2 separate regions of the Bombyx mori genome follow, and region 1 is linked to region 2. Evidence: chromatin contacts called from public Hi-C data. All regions are on one chromosome and are shown on one strand. Each heading gives the region's core, a stretch centred on a gene start, on an enhancer-like site or on the middle of the called end of the contact. The rest is flanking DNA. Distances are from core to core; before and after follow the strand shown.

The links. A called contact is a pair of places that touch in the nucleus more often than the background predicts.
Region 1: a Hi-C map of middle silk gland shows a contact between it and region 2, with 1.6 times the contacts expected there. The contact joins the promoter of LOC101743489 here to the enhancer-like site in region 2. A contact is called at or near these places in 4 of 7 Hi-C or Micro-C datasets (middle silk gland, midgut and whole pupa).

The regions. Positions count from the first base shown.
Region 1 is chr16:12,248,581-12,251,510 of ASM3026992v2, reverse strand. It overlaps LOC101743489 (phosphorylase b kinase gamma catalytic chain, skeletal muscle/heart isoform), which reads right to left and starts at 1,337. Exons shown (of 11, transcript XM_012696885.4): 1 at 903-1,337; 2 at 456-631; 3 at 1-101. The coding sequence starts at 991.
Region 2 is chr16:12,141,748-12,144,588 of ASM3026992v2, reverse strand. It overlaps LOC101740354 (myotubularin-related protein 3), which reads left to right. Exons shown (of 21, transcript XM_062673111.1): 8 at 1-110; 9 at 1,301-1,502; 10 at 2,180-2,356. Among protein-coding and RNA genes, the nearest start is that of LOC101743625, 21 kb to the right of the region's middle. Within about 2 kb of position 1,403, at least 4 of the 8 cell types and tissues checked have open chromatin away from gene starts, as enhancers often do.

The DNA.
Region 1 (2,930 bases), core at 88-2,587, 110 kb before region 2:
TGTAACTACAGATGTCAAATAGTCAAATAATTCACCATTCTTGCACAGCTCAAATACTAAGAATATGAATGTCTCTGATTCAAACACATCTTGAAGTTCAACTGAAATGGTATAAATGTTTTAGAATATTTTATTACTGACATCACATTATAGCTAACAAAATAAATCAGACTATTTCTTACTCATGTGGCAGGTAGCTATCATAGAACACAAGATATTTGACAGATGCCTGAATGTCGCTTACTACATTTTCAAGATAAAACTTGCATATATACAGGTACCGAACAAAAACATTCAGACCGTCGGTCTACCTAGCAATATCACCCACTCTGTGGAAGATCTTCTCTTTGTCGTTATTCCCAAATGAACACCTAGTGTGTGCTAACAAGGTTTTGGAGTTAAATTAAAATTTGATGTTTCTGATACATTTGACAAATCATTAAGAACTCACTCACTAATGTATGGGTGTCCAGAGACCATCCTCAATATATGTATTTCTTGACGAGTGGCATCTCTCATTGTGTGTGTGTCCACTCCATCTTGTGATTCCTGACTTAGGTCTATGATCTTGGCTGCATATTCTCGTCCCGTTTCCTTCTCTATGCATCTTCGCACAGTAGAACTTATGCCTCTAGAATATTAGATTTTTTTAATGGATTATGTGTTAGATTTAACAATAAAATGTAGTTTTTCCGTTTAACGATCTTAATCTGAACATCTGTAGCACGATACCGTATCTGATATGACCTGTTACTAATTTTGTTCAATTGGCGGAAGTTCCGAATAAGCCAAGGTCACAGAATTCTTCAGAGACTATGATTGGTTTCACAAAACCCTATGTTCTTTATGGCGAAATTGACGTTAAAATTATAATCAAGTGATCATTACAAAAAAATACACACCTGCCTATGATTTCTTTGGGTTCATATTTTGCGTAAAATTCCTTGGCTGCATCTTTGTCTGGTAAATCATCATCTTCTTCCTTAGCCATGCCGCTCACTGCTACTATTATTCACAAATCTTAAAACTTCAACAGATTTTCCGATCTAATTAGACGTAATTAATAATTTCACAATGACGAAAGGTTATTGTTATGAACAACTGACGCTAAAAGAAGTAGAAATCTTACAATAGTGAATCTACAGATTTTTAATTGAAATAGTGGCCTAATTTCATGAATATTAAGATTTTTGTTGGGAAATTGGAACCAGTCCAAATTTACTACAGTAACGAGTTATAACAATAAAAAAAAATCAAAAACAACTTTTAGTTGGTAGGTCAGACATTGTCAGACATATGTAGTAGATTTTTATTGTCTATGAATGACAAAGGTACCATAGAATATTAAAATTTGATAGAATTATAAAACCATAATTTAAAAATAGGTACTAGGTCTACGAATAAATTATTTATTCGTTGTACTAGGTAAACATTTTTTGCAATCAGTGGACACACGCACGCACGCATGTAATAGCAATAGCAAATCGGTCTGTGAATACAAAAATAATATTATCGTGAGTAAGGATTAGTAAATAGAGAAGTTAATGCAATGCTTACCTACTATGCTTACAAGTAAGAAGTAAAAGCAGAAGCAGAGCCATCTTAAATCGGAACCAATCTAAAAATCATTTAGTATTATTGCTGGTACAATATTGTGAACCTAGAGAGAGAGAGTGAGAGAGAGCACGCTTTATTGCACACATACACTATTAACACACTTTACACCTGATCTCCCAGGGAGGAAGCGAACGGGAGATCAAGAGAAGGACTCAAATGGCTTATATGTATTTAGCAGGACAGAAAAGTCTCCAATGCTACCAAGATGAGACTAGTCCGGACGTTGGTTTTCTCGATTTTCCTCTATGGTGCAGAGTCGTGGACGATTCGAACAACAGAGCGGAAAAAAGTAGAAGCGTTCGAGATGTGGTGTTGGCGAAGAATGCTCCGCATACCGTGGACCGCCAAGAGAACAAACAAATCTGTCCTCGAACAACTTCGTATAGAAACGAGACTGTCGACGATTTGCTACCAGAAGGTTTTTGGTTACTTTGGTCATATTGCTCGGCGGCCACCAGACAACCTTGAAAGATTGATTGTGGTTAGCAAGGTAGAAGAGAAAAAACCCGCCGGCCGGCCACCAAACCGTCGCGTTGGTCGGATCAGATAACTGCGCTTACTGAACTCTCTGTTGCAAACGCCCTGAGAGAAGCCGAAAACCGAAGCAAATGGAAGCTGAGGGTACAAAGAGCCACGAAGGGCTTTCAAGGACACGACCTTCATCAGCAATGAAGTATTCGACTAAGAAGAATACACCTGCATTATAAAGTAGTCAAAAAAGAGATATAATTGTAATAGTCTAGCAGCTATTATTGATGGTGATAGATTGAATAAAAAAAAGCTGAGCGAAATTGTGAGACGTATTTTAGAAAAAGATAAGTATATACAAAGTTAGTTATTACTAGGTCGTATAAAGTAAATCACACTAGTAAACAGATCAAACAACTATTTAGATCTTGAAAGTAAATTACCTAATATACACCATAATTTATCATACGGAGGTGAAGGATAATCCAGCAAAGAGCTATTATTTGAGGCCATGACCCTCAGAATTAGGGATTATCGACGAAAGAAGGAGAAGAGATGAAGGTGAAGAGATAAAGCTATCACTATATACCTTTATTGTTGCCTACCTATATTTACGTGTCGAGCGTGTTTGTGGTCTCTGTATATAGGTAGATTTAATAAAAAAAATCAGAATCACCGGCCCCATATACGATATTTTGCTGGATGAAATGTACGAAATTATATAGACAAGGACTAGTTCATTCTAACTATTTCAAACCACGAAAAACATTTTTAAGAAACACATTAAGCCAATTGGAAATAAATTTGAAAATGCCTTAGGTAGTCAAGGTCTTAAGTCTTAACGA
Region 2 (2,841 bases), core at 154-2,653:
TACTACCCGCTGGCGGACATACAGTTCATGTGCCTGCCCAACATACACCACGTGCGGAGGAGCTTCCAACAGCTTCGGGCGCTGGCCGCCGAGCCCGCGGACCCGGCCAAGTACGTAGCGAAATGTTAAAACCCGTCTTCGTTTCAGGACAGTACTTTACATTCAAACGCGGATATCACGTGGGTGTACCGGTGGGAGAGAAAACAAGGTTCACTTGAGAACAGTTTTTCAGGAAACGAATACAAAATTTAATTCGTAATAAAATTGGGTTTTAAATTTTGTGTATTCATGACATCTAGCGGCTAAGGATTGACACTGGGTGACGTGACGTTGTTGTTTGTACATTGTACACAAAGTGCAGAGGAACTATTATCAAACTTTTGCAATAATAATAAAATCATAGAGTTAATTTGTTGAGTTCATAAGAGTAAGGTCAAATTTCACGAACCACCAATCTAAAGCGACAACAACGTTACTCGCGTCTCGCGAGGTCGCGGAAGCGTTGACCTCAACTGATTTCATTACATTGTGGCTTATGCAAAAATAAATTTTGGGGATGCTTAACGACGGAAGGAAAATACGACGAAAGGAATCTTCCACCGAGCGGGTGATATTGCTCGGTAGACCGACGGTCCGAATGTTTTTGTTCGGAACTTGTATAATAATATATGCGCTTTATCTTGAAAATGTCGTAAGCGAGATTCAGGCATCTGTCAATTATCTTGCGTTGTATGATGGTACCCGTCACAAAATAAAGGAATTTAACCCTCTTATCGTGACCACCGCTAACTACATATCCGACCCAGGGGACCTGGCGAAGTAAAGCTGCCGTGACCCGAAACATGTCTTGTCGGATCCCCCGGATCTACTCTCGGGGCTTTTAAGCTCTTCAAGCATCGGTCACCGTTGTCGACGAAGAGTTCGACATGTGTATTAGCCCATAGACACAACCCACTGAGTTTCTCGACGGCTCTTCTGAGTGGGTTGCAATTCCGATCCTGTGGTAGATTCTGCGAAGCACAGCTCTTGCTAGGGCTAGTGTTAGCAATTCTCTCCGTTTGAGCCGTTGAGCTCAGCCCACGTGGTTACTAGAGCCCATAGACATTTACAAATTTTTGTAAATGCGTCACCTACCTTGAGATATAAGTTCTAAGGTCTCAAGTATAGTTACAACGGCTGCCCCACCCTTCAAACCGAAACGCGTTACTGCTTCACGGCAGAAATAGGCAGGGTGGTGGTACCTACCCGTGCAGACTCACAAGAGGTCCTACCCCCGGTAAAAACCTGCTTATGTCTGCAGCTGGCACAGCGGCGTGGAGCGCACGCTGTGGCTGCAGTACCTGGCGGGGCTGGGGCGCGCGGCGGCGGGCGTGTGCCGCGCGGTGGCGGCGGGCCGGCCCGTGCTGGTGCACTGCTCGGACGGCTGGGACCGCACGCCGCAGATCGTCGCCACCGCGCAGATCATGCTGGACCCCTTCTACCGCACCATCGACGGCTTCCGGGTAACACTCAACTCTACGTCATTACAGGCTGTGCGTGACTAGAGTGATTAGGCTCACGAGGTCACCATCGATAACGTGTAGGTCCCAGTTTGCAGGATTGACTTTAACTTAGATTGCTTCTGATGGCAGGGTTGCGAGAACAAAATAATGATAATTATCTTTAATAATATCTCGCTTTTTATAGTACTGTACCAAACTAAAGAAGTCAAAATGTCTGTATCTCCCTGAGGTTTCAATTAAGTGTTTACTAGTTTTTACATTTTTTTAAGTTAATTGCTTAAAATTGGCCTATTGATAAATTATTTAAAAAGTTCTTTCTTTCTTTCTTTATTCTTTATTGTACATACAGTTAATAAAATACAATAATTGCGAAAACTTATAAAATTGCTTGAGCTTAACTCAACAATTGAGTTATTTACTAGCTAACCGTTCTTAAAGAGCTTTACATAAGTGAGTAGAAGAGTAAAGTTATCTTTAGTTAATCAAGTTTATTTTAATTAGTGAAACCAAAATTAAATAGAGCTAAAATATTCTTTATTATTAGTTTGAGGGCGTCTATTAATTACATTAAGCATATTTTGCAATTTTCGACCCCCCTCCCCTTAAGTGTGATGTTCGACCCCTCTTATGATCATGGCGGTTGAGTTTAACTTAGCGACACTGACATGGTGGGCCAGGTTCTGGTGGAGCGCGAGTGGCTGGACTTCGGGCACAAGTTCTCTGAGCGCTGCGGCCACCAGTTCGGACCCGAGGACCCCAACGAGCGCTCGCCGGTGTTCCTGCAGTGGCTCGACCTCGTGCACCAGCTGCAGCGGCAGTTCCCCTGCAGCTTCCAGTTCAACGAAGCCTTCCTGGTGAGCGTGCCCTTTCATAACGACTCCACAGTTACGATTCAACATCACTCAGCAGGCTATTTTGTTCAGTTTTAAACCGTTTGTCTTACTTATCCCCTGGTATACTATGAGGTTATACCAGCTACACCCTGACGGGTAGGGGAGCTTGTGGGCCTAACCTAAGAGAATTTGCTAAAATTACCCTTAGCAAGAGCAGTGCTGGTCACTAATCATGGGGACATCATTATTAGTGACCACGTTCACTTTGAAACGATTTTCATAATGACCTTTTTTGGTTCATTTTTTCTTTGTAATTTTTTTTTGTAGTGCCCTTGTAGGCAGACTAGCGTACGGTCCACCTAATGGTGAGTGGTTACCGTCGCCCGTGGACCTCAGCAATGCAAGGTGCAGAGCCAAGTAACTGCCTATCGTTAAGGAAACTACCTACTATTACTACTAAGGAAACATACTTGACCCTTGAGCTGACAGTACATTGAGTGGTGCGT